2 separate regions of the Mus musculus genome follow, and region 2 is linked to region 1. A link is a contact called in public Hi-C data. All regions are on one chromosome and are shown on one strand. Each heading gives the region's core, a stretch centred on a gene start, on an enhancer-like site or on the middle of the called end of the contact. The rest is flanking DNA. Distances are from core to core; before and after follow the strand shown.

Region 1 (5,790 bases), core at 1,652-4,151:
CTTAGTGTTCCACAATAGCTTGCTTCCAAGAACCTAAGGGCAGAAACTGGTTTCTGCTTTCTCCTACTGCTACCCTTCTACCCTGGAACCTTCCAAACAGATAAAAACTCTAGGAATTCATCCTTATCCTTATAAGTTTATCCTCCCACATCTACTCAGCCTTTCTACCCTAGTAGACCTAAGACTTTTGTCTGCACATAATGGGGAGTACCTGCATCCTGAACAGCAGGACTTTGTTGTATTTTGAGGAAAGGTCTTACTATGTTTGCACTTGCTACGAAACCCAGGCCAGTTTCGAACTCATGATTCTCCTTATCTCAGCCTCCCCAGGGCTGGGAGTGTGAGTGTGTGTGTGTCTGTGAGAGAGAGATCACATGTTTCAGGAGAGTGTGTTTGTGTGTGTGCTTTTATTCCTGAGATGCCACACATACTATGTAGCCCAAGCTGGACTTGAATTTTGATCCTTCCTATCTCTGATGCTCAAGTACTGATATTACTTGGTGCTGAGTTAGTTTTCCTACAAAAATGTGTTTTAGCTAAACATTCTATCTTGTGGCTGGGATGCTGTTAAAGTAAGCCTTCAGTATTTCTCACCTATGTGTTTAAGTCAGAAAATCCGGGCTGTGTAGAAAATTCACATACCTTTTTTCATCCTAGGCAGTATAATGAACTGATGCTCAGAAAGGTGCAATAGGAAATAAATTATGTTTTATTTAATACCAGTGCTTAGAATCATAGCCACTCACTTATATCCCCCAAATAGCCTTTTCTAGTTAGTTTCACTTTCAACAGGAGATAAGCAACCTCACTTTAGTGTAGACATGCCCAGTAAAAACAACACAAATGTCCTTCAATTTTAATTAAAGGACAGTTAAAAGGCTTCCTTTTAGGATTATGTGATTAAGTTACAAGATCACTACATAAAGACCTAATCTGTATGTCTGTCTGCTCTATAGAAGTAAAAATAAAAATCAGTGTAACTTCCCAGTTCTTGGATGTTTTAAACCAGTAGCTCTCAACTGTGAGCTGCGACCTCTTTGCTTTCAAACGACCCTTTCGTGGGGGTCACCTTAGACCATCAGAAAACACAGATATTTACATTGTGATTCATAACAGCACCAAAATTATAGTTATGAAGTAGCAATGAAAATAATTTTATGGTTAGGAGTCACCACAACATGAGGAAATGTACTGGTCCAAGCACTAGGAAGGTTGAGAATCATTGTTTAATCAAATGTGTCATACTGCAATTATTCATTAAAATTTACTCAGAATACTATAAAATTTACTCAGAAGAGCATAAAAGGATAAAAGAAAATTTCTGCATAAAGTAAAATAACTAGCTGTGCAAAAATTTAAAAGTCAAAAAGTGGCACTTAAGAGTTTCTGATCAGAAAGCTTTGAGGACAGGAATATTAAGTCAGTGCTATGCCCTCGATTTTTTTTTAACCCAGCTTCATTATGTGACCTTGGGAATGTCATATAATTTCTTTCATCCCTAGGTCTGTAAAATGGGTCAATTTTACACTGACAGCCAGAAAAATTGCTATGTATTTGATGTTCTCTGAAAGAAACTTGTCTAATTAGTATGTTTAATTAACACACATACAGAATTGTCTTCAAGAACCCAATTCCAAGAGAAATATTTAACCAGACGCTGAAGACAGATTTCTCTGAAGGGAATGGTTTTATAAATCTGGAAAACACTGTAACAAGATTAGAAATTAACAAGTTGATTACATAATCCTTGACAACCTGGGCTTCAGACTGCACCGATACGAACTGTGATAAGTTAGGGATCAATTTGGGACAGTGTCCCAATCCCTACAAAGAATCCAAACTGAGCCTTTTGACCCTGGACAGGAATCTGTTGGAAACTCAGCAGAAAGAGCTGTACACCTGTAGGTCCATCGCTTACTTCACCTTAAACCTGACAAAACACTTCAAGCATCCAGGTGGTTTCACCAAGGCTCCTAAGACTTGGAGAATACGCTCATTTAAACGGAAGGGAAAGTAAGAAACCTGACAGCCCAGAGGCCCTACAGCCTCTGACTTCTACAGTCTTAGGAACCCCGGAGAGAAATTCCCCAATGCATACACGACCCGAACTCACAGCGAAGCTCCTAGGTTGTAGCTGACCCCACTGTTTAAGAACATCACAGCTGGAGGAAGCCTAAGCTTAAAGGGCTGCCACTCTCCTGGCTCCCGAGTCCAAGCAAAAGGCAACAAGGTGTTTGTTTTTATTGCAAATGGTTCGGAAAGAAATCAACAGGCGATGTCTACGGAAAAGAACAGCGTCTCCTAACGCGAAAAAATCCGAGCAGTCCCCGGGGAGCCGCACCGCTGCCCCTTCCGCAGCCGAGCGCCCTTCTCCGTAGACAACCGCGTCCCCGAGCTATCGTGAGGCGGCGGCCGCCCGGCTCTGCAGCGGGACTCGCGGCCCACGGGGAAACTGAGGCCCGTGGATCTCGCGTCGCCCGGGGCCCGCTGCGGGCGCGGCGCGGGGCCGCGTCGACTCCCGCGCTGCCGCAATCCCGCGGCGGCCGCAAGGGCAGGGCCGGGCCGGGCTGCGCGAAGCCCGCAGGCCGGGCGAGCTCGGGGCCGGGGTGGTGCCGCGGGCCGCGTCCTCTGCGCAGGGCACCCCGGGCCGAGCGCGCAACTTACTTTCCGCCTGCGGCGGCGCCAGCCCAGCCCCGCTAAGGCGGCCGCTGAGGAGAAGCGCAGACCCGGCCCACGCTCCCGCGCCGCGCTCGCCCTACCTCAGCCGGCAGGCGGGCATCCGTCCGCAGCGGCCGCGGCGTCGACAACTCCCTCCCGGCCGCCGGAACCCCGCACCCAGGGCTAATCATAATACCGAGCGGGCGGCCGGGGGTGCGGCCGCGCTGCGCAGGCGCGGGCCTTGCGTCATCGTGACGAAAGCGATGGGGTGGGGTCTTGTGTGAGGGCGGGGCCTTGGGTCGGGCGGGGCGGGGTTAACCCGGCGCACCTGCAGGCCAGCTCAGGGTCTACTGGAGGGCGTCCTGGCCCTGGCCTGAGCACATCCTACTCTGGAAAGAATAGAGATTATGCAGAAGGAAGCGCCAGGACGATGGACAGCGGCAGCAGGCATAGCAGCTAGAGCTATAGCTTTCAGGGGATATTGGAAGAGATCTTGGGGCTGAGGGCAAGGAGCACATGCGCTTTATCCATCAATGTTCACCCTATCTCCCATCTAGCTTGAAGCAATGAGAGACAACAAAATTAATATACATATGCACGTGCATATATATATATATATATATATATATATATATATATGTGTGTGTGTGTGTGTGTGTGTGTGTGTGTGTATCATATATACACAAGCATGCATACACATATGCACATATATATATATATACATACACATTTCTTTACTTTTTCTTCTCTCTGGGAATACATTTGAAGAATTCTGTTGCTTTTGTTACCACTAAAGCAGAAAGAAGCAAAGCCCAACACCTGAATGCAGGCTTGCCTCTAGAGTCAAAAGTCACTGGCCAGGCCAGGCAGCCTCTGAGAAACAACGTGGAGAAGTACACAGCAGGCACTAACTTGGCTGTTCATGGTTCTGTTCCAAGATGACTCAGAAAGGGATGTTAGTGGTGGCAGGACAAGAGGGAGGGAACTCCCAGCTCTATCTCCTGGAAGGATAATGAGCCATGGAGACTAGTCCTCTGGGGCTCCTGAAAAGAAGCCAGGTGCCAGGTTTCTCTCCCCTACTTTTCCTTCTGTGTTCCTGCATCCACAGAAGAAGAAAAAACACACACACACAAGCAGAATGAGCTTCTTACATGTCCAAGCCTGACTCAACTGACTGGACAAAAAAATCTAAATGGCTTTTGCCATCTCTGTTGGTCAGAAAATGGCAAGTCTTCTTCCTTCCTCCCTTCATTTATTTATTTGTTTATTTATTTATTTATTTATTTATACTACAACATCCACTTCGCATGCCTGAAGATGGCTGGGAAGCAGAATGACTGGGAAGGTGGTCTCGATCTTCTGCTGAAATGTGTGCTTAGACCTTCAATTATCCTAATGCTTTAGCCCTGGGTGGCAAAGTGCACATAGGAAAACCCCAGCATTGGCCTCTGCTCACGCAGGCCCCACCTGACTTAGGATCATGAAAGGACAGTGTCATTTGACGTGGAAATGTTTTCTTTTTCTTTCTTCATGTCTCTCTTTCTTATTTTTTTACATGTGTGTGTGTGTGTGTGTGTGTGTGTGTGTGTGTATGTTCAACATCCATGTAGAAGTCAACCTGTAGAAGAGAAAGCTCTGTCTCTTTGTCTGACACCACATGGGTCCTAGGGATGGAACTCGAATTAGCAATCGAGGCAGCAGGCACCCCCACCTGCTGAGCCATCTTAGAAGCTCTGCCAGGGAGATTCTAATTTAGACACACATTGAGCAACCGCTCCTAACTAGGTCTTGCACAATCTGCTCTTTTGCTGAAAGACCTTTGCCCTCTGGGAACTGTCACTAGTCAGGGACACTGTGGCCAATGAAGGAATAAAAGCATCACTTATAATGGTCTCCCAAGGGAAGTCCAGTAGCCAAGTTTGTACCCCGAAAGAACATTCATAACATAGGACAGTGGCTACAGCACATGAGCCCTTGAAATGGGGTTTATGTTGCTATTGTGTAACTCAGACTCTGACCAAATCAATACATTGAAGTGAGTCAAATTTATAAATTGATTTCAATGAAATATGCTTTGGTTATCTTCCTGAGATGAACAGGCAGTGCTATCAGCCATTTTCTTATCTATAGGGTTTCCCTCAAGGCTGGGGTGATGCTGGGAAGAAGATGACCCAATTTTAGCCCCACACCTTCAATGTGTTAGTTAACATGATATGATTATGCTTGAGCAATATTTTAAAATATTTAAACACAAATTAAGGTATTATTACTCTACTTGGCTTTTAATCAAATTTGCTTAGTTTAATGAAGAAACCCCCTTCTCAGATCTTCCCCAAGGCTTTCTTTAATACACACTGGTTTCTTAACATTGGGTCTTTTTATGGACCTGCAAGAAGTCTTAATTAGATACATGCTACAAAATGACAGGATGGAGCTTGCAGCCTTGTGTTACAGTCTCTGATTCAGATCTCAAAAGCAACAAAGTAGCAACTATTTAAAGAAGAAGTCCTTTATTGGATGAAAATCAGGAAGAGGCAACAAATTAGATCAAGATGTGAGAGCCAAGCAGATTAGTGAAGAATCATCATTTGCTTCTTGACCCTAGAAAGCAGTGTGTTTAACAAGCTCACCTTATCCAGGCATTATTATTTTTTTCATCAGTTACAAAAAAAAAAAAAAGTTAAAAAAAGACATTTTTAAAGCAACAGATAGTGATTATCCACTAAAGTGAATATTTGAGTTATGATTGATTTTTCTTTTATATTTTCAACTCTTCATTTGTACATTAACACACTTCTAAATTTTCTACTGCACGTAAAAATTCTGGGTTCCTTCCAGTTCACAGAAATACTTCTTCACTGGCATGGCCTTAAGAGTTCCTCAAAGGCTGCCTTCTTTACAGTCTGGCATCAGTTAATCCCACTTCTCTTATCACAGATATGAATTGATGCTGTGACCATGTGTGTGTGCATGCATGAATGTGTGCATGTGTGTATATGTGCATATGTGCATGTGTGTGCACATGCATGTATCATGTATGTGTATGTGTGTGTGTGTGTACACTCATGCACACTCATGTGTGTGCACATGTGTGGGTGAGTACCTGAGTATGTTGTGGATTAGTTTGGTGCT
Region 2 (6,551 bases), core at 1,178-3,677, 100 kb before region 1:
GTTGGTGGATTTAACTTTTGGTGTACGTTCCCAAAAGCAAAATTGCAGGCCCAAAGAATAAGCACATGCTTTAGTGTAATGGCTATAGCAAGATAATTTTACACAAGGCCCCCTAGCCAGAGCCCTATTTCCCTATACCTTATAAACTAACACAGCTATAGATAGATAGAGACAGAGCATATATATAATAGCATATATATGTATAATAGCATATAAATAAATAAAATGTATGCACACACACACAAAAATAGGAATATATAGATAGGTAGAGAGACAGAGCATATATAATAGCATATATATAATAGCTTATAAATAAAATATATACACACACAGATGTGTGCACAAATATATAAATATAACTTGATAGGCCCACTTTTGTTTGAATATAACTGGTTTCATGGCCAACCGCTTTGTATTGGATAACCAATAAGGAGACCCATCCCTGGGAAAGGCTAATGCTCCTTCTCCCAGGAGTCATCCATTGTCTAGAGGTGGCGCCCACACTAACATGTCTGTCAGCATTGCCATTGTTCTGGTTTTGTTTATGAAGCCATTTTTAGGAGACATTGTTTCACAGCGGTGTACCTGCTGTTCTTTTTTCAGTCTTTCTTCCCCCTCTTCTGGGAAGTTCCCTGAGCCATAGATTCAGGAGCTATGATTTAGATGTAGCCATTATGGCTGAGCTCCCATGTTGATCTGTTGATCTCTGTATGGTGTCTGAGATTGTCTCCATTTGCTGTTTTTTTATTGGAGGTGGTAACTATCCTTATCTGTGGCTATAAGAACAAGATGTAGAGTATAATTAGAAATTATGTTGGCTTAGCAGCTGGGCAGTGGAGGTAAACACCTTCAATCTCAGCACTGAGGAGGCAGATCTCAGAGTTCAAGGCCAGCCTGGTCTACAGAGTGAGTTCCAGGACAGCCAGAGCTACACAGAGAAACCCTGTCTTGGAATAAAAAATGTGTTGGTCTAGCAAAGTGATGGTAGTAGGTTCTCTTCTAAGAGCCTTGACCTCACTAGCTCTGGGAGGATGCTAGGTTCCTAGTACCAGGTGATTTCTGTTCTATTGAGTGGGCTGTAAATCCAATTAGATAGCTGTTGGTTACTACCAACATGTGAGTGTTACCACACCTTTAGGCAAGCAAGTCCCTGTTGCTGAAGACATCACACACTTAGGACACATGTCCCAGATGTTTGAGGTGGATCTGACCTGAAAGTGGTCATCCTGTGCCCTGGCTTCAGTAGTACCAGAAAATATGCCAAGGCAGGGACACAGCTATTGGTCTGTGAACCACAGCAGCAACCAGCATGGCAAGACGCCCATTGAGGTTTTTTCCTGACCTGCAGAGAGAATGAACTCTTACCTGTCAGGCTGAGTGGCCATTTTTCCATTTTCCTTTTGAATGGTTTGTATTTTTCTCATTTGCTGCTGTATCCTTGTGGTTGGAAAATACTTTTAAAAACAGGAGAGGAAGAACTTTGGGTAGTGTTGGCAAATCTGCCTACAGCCAGCCAACCACCTGAAAGAAGAGTGGCAGTCAGAAAGAGCTGGGCCACTGTGAAGGTGTGCTTCCTCTCAGATGATAACAACAGAAGACCCAGTCAGCCAAGGGCCAGTCCTTCACAAGGGAGGCAATTGTCACTTTATTGTGAGATTTTTCTTCTCTCTCTCTCTCTTCTCCATTTTGCTCTTCAAGTCCAGACTGCTAACAGAGAGAAAATACAGACTCCAAGTTAGGGTTAGCAATCTCAATGAGAAGGCTGTCACACTGTACCCCAGTGAGCCAGCCTTTTGCTTTGTCATCAAGAGAAGATACTGTTTTGTAGTAGACTATTCCTCTACCTCAAGAGAAAGGGAAATCACTTTCCTCTGGCCTGTGTGTATTCCATCCAGGCTAACTGTGCTGCGTCTAGAAAGCTGCTGCAGACCTCTCTGCCAGACTCTGGTCTCCACATCATAGGATGAGAACTCTGGCTCCTCGTGTCTTCCTTGGTGGTCAGCCTGAAGTACATACCTTAGTGGTGTAGTGGGTGTAAACACATAAAACACAATTGCCAATCTGCTCGCTGACAATTTTGAGGGGAGCTCTGGCTCCAACGTGTTGTGAGCAGCAGAAATATTGGTGTAGTTGCTTTTGGTCTTTTTTTAACTTTTAAAAATTATTTTATTGTATTATATGTATGTGGTATAGTTTATCCATGTATTTCTCACTGAACCTGAAGCTCAGCTAGAAGCCATTGAGCCCCAGAACAATCTGTCTCTGCCTGTCACAGCACACATGCATATGGCCTGGGTTTTACATAGCTGTTGGGGGGTTGAACTCAGGTCACTGTGCTTGCATTCTTTTACCCATTGAGCCGTCTCCCCAGCCTGTTTTTAGTCTGCCTTGCCTGTGGCACAGTTAGGAAGCAGGCCAAGTGTTGGGCAGTACCCTAGGCCACACCAGCATGGACAGTCACAGGGGATGTGTTTCTAGCAGCATGGCACCTCCCTTCCCTGCACAAACAACAGTAACAAGGCCATGGCACTGCAAAACTGCGGTCACCAACTCACTGTGAGAGTAGAAGGCCAAAGCTGGTTGCACTGGACTCATTTACTTTGGGTAGAGTCACCTAGGCAATCACATGGGCCACAGAGAAGCCAGAGAAAGAGACTCCTTTGAATACAGCTCATCTTGCTGGAGTCTTGCTCTGCATGTCCCATGCTGACTGCTGTCAGGTCCTAGTGCACAGGAAGCAGGGTGCATGTAGTTATTAGTTTATAAGAGAAGATGTAATTAAATTGCTCTTAAACATGACCAAAGATGGAATCTCTCAGGAGACAAATTTAATAAGCAGTCTCTGTCTTCAACCCTGGCGTCCTGTTGATTGGATTGCCTCCCCATTACCCACATGTTTTCAGAAACTGGTTCCCCTTTTCTCCCTCAGCAGATGGCACTGGGTATGCTCATGGCTCCTGTGGGAACTGTGTCCTGCGTCCTCCCTGCCGGGTGGTCAGCACCCAGGCCTCCAGCCTGGGTTTACCATCCCAATCCTTCTTTGAAGATTTGGAATTACCTCAAAGGTGTCCATCTTAGTGGGCTACAGTCCTGGCTGGGAGAGATGTAACTCTCGGCAGTGGCCTGCTGGGCTACCCAGTCTGGGGAGCAGAGAGAAGCTAGCACAAAGAATTCAGAGGTGGCCTTAGGGCCTCACACCTGTCCAGGGATTAGCACTGAAAACTGTTGTCTCAGTGGGCGTTAAAAACAGTTTACCTGTATATTCCAATGTCCCAAATTCCATGCCTTCCTTTAAGCATTTGACAATAAACCTCTCCTCCTTAGTATATATAGTACTCATCAATTCTTAGAAACGTGGGCAGCATGACTTTGTTTCCCTCCTGAAAAACAACCCTGCAAGGCAGATGTGCCCCTCTCACTGGACAGTGAGCTGTGGCAGATGAGTCTCTCTCACTCGACAGAAGCTGTGGCGGCTCTGCCTCTTCCCGTCACTGAGTCTTGTGAGTTTGATCATCTCTGCAGATTATGGAATTTTAAGTGGATGTCTTAAGTGATGTCATAGGGAAATACTTATTTTTAATTTTTACTCTCCCCACATTAAGAAAATAACAAGAAAAATTGAATATGAGTAAGATAACATAGTGTAGATCTTTAGATGGACCTTAGGTAACAAGGATGCTGTGTCCACACACTGGGGAGCTGTGTGAAGCTGGTCTGGTCTCTGGCTTCATTCTTTCTTTTAGCTCAGAGAAGAAATGTAGACCATCTTGGTTTTTTGTTTTGAACTTTCGTTTTAGATTTTGTTTATTTTTATGTATATTTTTAGCATGCACGTGTGTGTGCAGACAGACAGACAGAGAGAGAATGAATGAATTCGGATGCCTAATGATCTATTAAATGTTCCCAGTCTTTGCCAAATGTCAGATCGCATTCAACTCAACATTGTCTATCCACTCAATATGCAGAGTGTGCATGCTGTGTTAAAATGCATTACTGAGCATGTGTAACTGTGACTTCGTGCTGCACGATGCTATTGTGACTTCCCGTGTGCAGAGGTGATGCTGTTATACTGTGAGGACTGAGGACTTTACCTGATATGATGCAAAGGAGGGAAAGACGGGCCAACTTCCCGAGGACACTGAGAACCAAACCATGTTCCTGTCCTGAGAAAGTCAGTTCCATGCCCCAGTAATTAAATGGAGCAAATGTGAGTGGACCACAGACTATCAGCGTGGGTATAGGAGAAGCAAGGCTGTCCCCAGGACACAGCAGCACCCAGAGGCTGGCAGGAGAATGCTGTGGCAGGGCCCTTATGCTACTGGCAGTTGTTCTGTGGGGTTTTCTCTTGGGCACCTTTGCTTTTGAATTCAATTTGATGAAGTGCACAGGAACTAGACAGGAGGTTTCTGAGTCCTCTAAGCTGGAGTCTGCTGGGTAGGAGGAGGTGGGGTTGGTATTCAACTTGGGACTGTTGCTTCCCTTTGATTTGGGCTGTAGCTGAGGTCCACTTGTTTATAGACCAGTGGGCCCTGTTGGCCACAGCTATCTTAGTAATAATCTGTGCATCAGGCAGGTTCTTCTACCTACTTAGACTCCTCAGGTTGTATGTGCATATGTGGGTAACATTAGCTGGCAGATGTCTCTCTAAGGTGGAGAAAGATAACACAGCACGGTACAGCAGACCAGTCTCTGTATTTTCAAAACCCTGATGGAGAGTTTGGCTTTAATTCACTTAGCAAGATGCATTTGCATTTCTTTTTCTTTATTAGATATTATCTTTATTTACATTTCAAATGCTATCCCGAAAGTTCTCTATACCCTTCCCCTGTCCTGCACCCCTACCCACTCACTCCCACTTTTTGGCCCTGGCATTCCCCTGTACTAGGGCATATAAAGTTTGCAAGACCAAGGGGCCTCTCTTCCCAATGCATTTGCATTTCTGAACTTTACCATATGTATCAATAGTTTGTGTCTTTTGGTGGTGGATAGTAGATAGTTCCTCTTGTGTTTATACAATTCTGTAGAAGAGGCATGCTTCCGTTCTTCTCAGTCTTTGTAATTTTGAATCCTATAAGCATGGGTTTTCCATTTGGATAAATATGTGAGAGTGAATTGTCAAGTCAGATATAAGGGAATACCCGACATTAAAATGAGCTTCCCATCCTGGTGTGCATTCTGTGCTCCACTAGCAATGTGTGCCCTCAGTTGACCCAAGTCCTTGTCAGCACTTGGTGCTGTCAGTTACTTTAGCTTTCTACTCGGTGTGTTATTGAAACCGCCTGCATCTGCACACCGACCAGTGACTTGTTATCTTTAGTCTTCTCGGGTGGAATGACCTGGGTGTTCATGTTTGAAGAGTCTGGCTTGGTTTTCTTATAAGTCTTTCTACACTGTGTCTGGGTGAGAAGATTTAGGGAATAGTGCATGGCCTGGGGACCGAAAGAATGCAGTTGTTACTCATGCATGGTGGTGGCTTTCTCAAGGATGGGGTAATAGGAGAATGCCAAGCAAGACCATGAATGAAACACAAGTAGGCATATTAAATCTCAAGGTGGTGGAAGGGAAAAGGAGACAGGTCCAGCTGCAGGGAGGTGGGAAGACATTGGGGGTGGGGTGGGGAAAGAGTGCACTGTGTTCTCCTCCTAAAATGTTTGTTCTCTACATAAAAAGATCAAGGATGCTGCTGCCAAAGGAGAAGTAGAGGTGTGTGATGAGAGTAGACTGTGTGGTGTCAAGCATAACAGAGTTTCATGGACAGGGAAGTGTGGCCCAGGACAGGTCACAGAAGCCTCCTCAGGGCCTGAGTTTCAGCACAGTGATGGGCATTGTGTTTCTGTCTTCAGCTGCTGCAGGCAAATCCTTGTCAACTAGACGTGTAACTAGCCGCAGACTTTCGTGGTTTTATCAGCATTGAATGTCAGGAAACTGAGTCTCAGAGAAGACTGCACCTTATGTGCACTTGAAGGCCCGGGGCCACTGTCCCTTGCAGTGAAGGAACGATGAGGTTTCAGATCAAGTGTGGAGAAATCGAGATTCGGAAACAATATTTTCTTTCCTACCCATAGAACTTTAATTTTTGAAATTTTATCCTTGCCTCAAAATACAAGATATTTTGGGAAAGTAAGGGAGAAAAATATTTATACCTAATGTCCTTTTTAATTAGATGCAGTTTTGCTGGTGGTTAAACCTGATGTTGATGTTTCTGTAAATAGGTTTCCAACTGGGAAAAAGCTGAAGGGTTTTTTTTTGGTTTTTGGTTTTTGGGTTTTTTTGTCTTGTTTTGTTTTGTTTTTTTGACTACTTACAGGTCATCCCAGTGACATTATGTAAGCAAAATCATTAATACTTCCTTCTAAAGACACTTAATGAAAATTGTTTTATAATCAGAGTATATCTATTCAGAGATGAAACCTTAAAATTCTCCAATCTTGACTTACAGAATAATTTAAGTTAATTAACCTTCATTTTTAAGAGCAAACTTATTTTTGCAAAAATAAGTATAGAAAAGGTAGAGTCGCCGTGTGTTCTCCTCTCACACAGTTGCCCTGTTG

Evidence for each region. A called contact is a pair of places that touch in the nucleus more often than the background predicts.
Region 2: a contact with region 1 is called in a Hi-C map of the N1E-115 cell line, with 4 times the contacts expected there. The contact joins the enhancer-like site here to the promoter of Snrk in region 1. A contact is called at or near these places in 8 of 484 Hi-C or Micro-C datasets (CD4 T cells, CD8 T cells, the N1E-115 cell line and 5 more), 4 of 115 datasets of contacts at active chromatin or transcription factors (bone marrow-derived macrophages, effector CD8 T cells, embryonic forebrain and 1 more) and 2 of 9 other capture datasets (adipose tissue and liver).

The regions. Positions count from the first base shown.
Region 1 is chr9:122,114,377-122,120,166 of GRCm38.p6, reverse strand. Snrk (SNF related kinase) reads right to left here and starts at 2,901. Exons shown (of 8, transcript NM_001357775.1): 1 at 2,760-2,901.
Region 2 is chr9:122,216,012-122,222,562 of GRCm38.p6, reverse strand. The region is part of intron 11 of Ano10 (anoctamin 10); the gene reads left to right. Among named protein-coding and RNA genes, the nearest start is that of Mir8106, 55 kb to the left of the region's middle. Within about 2 kb of position 2,427, at least 3 of the 459 cell types and tissues checked have an H3K27ac peak or open chromatin away from gene starts, as enhancers often do. A contact at or near this core is called in the N1E-115 cell line and adipose tissue, where this site is marked.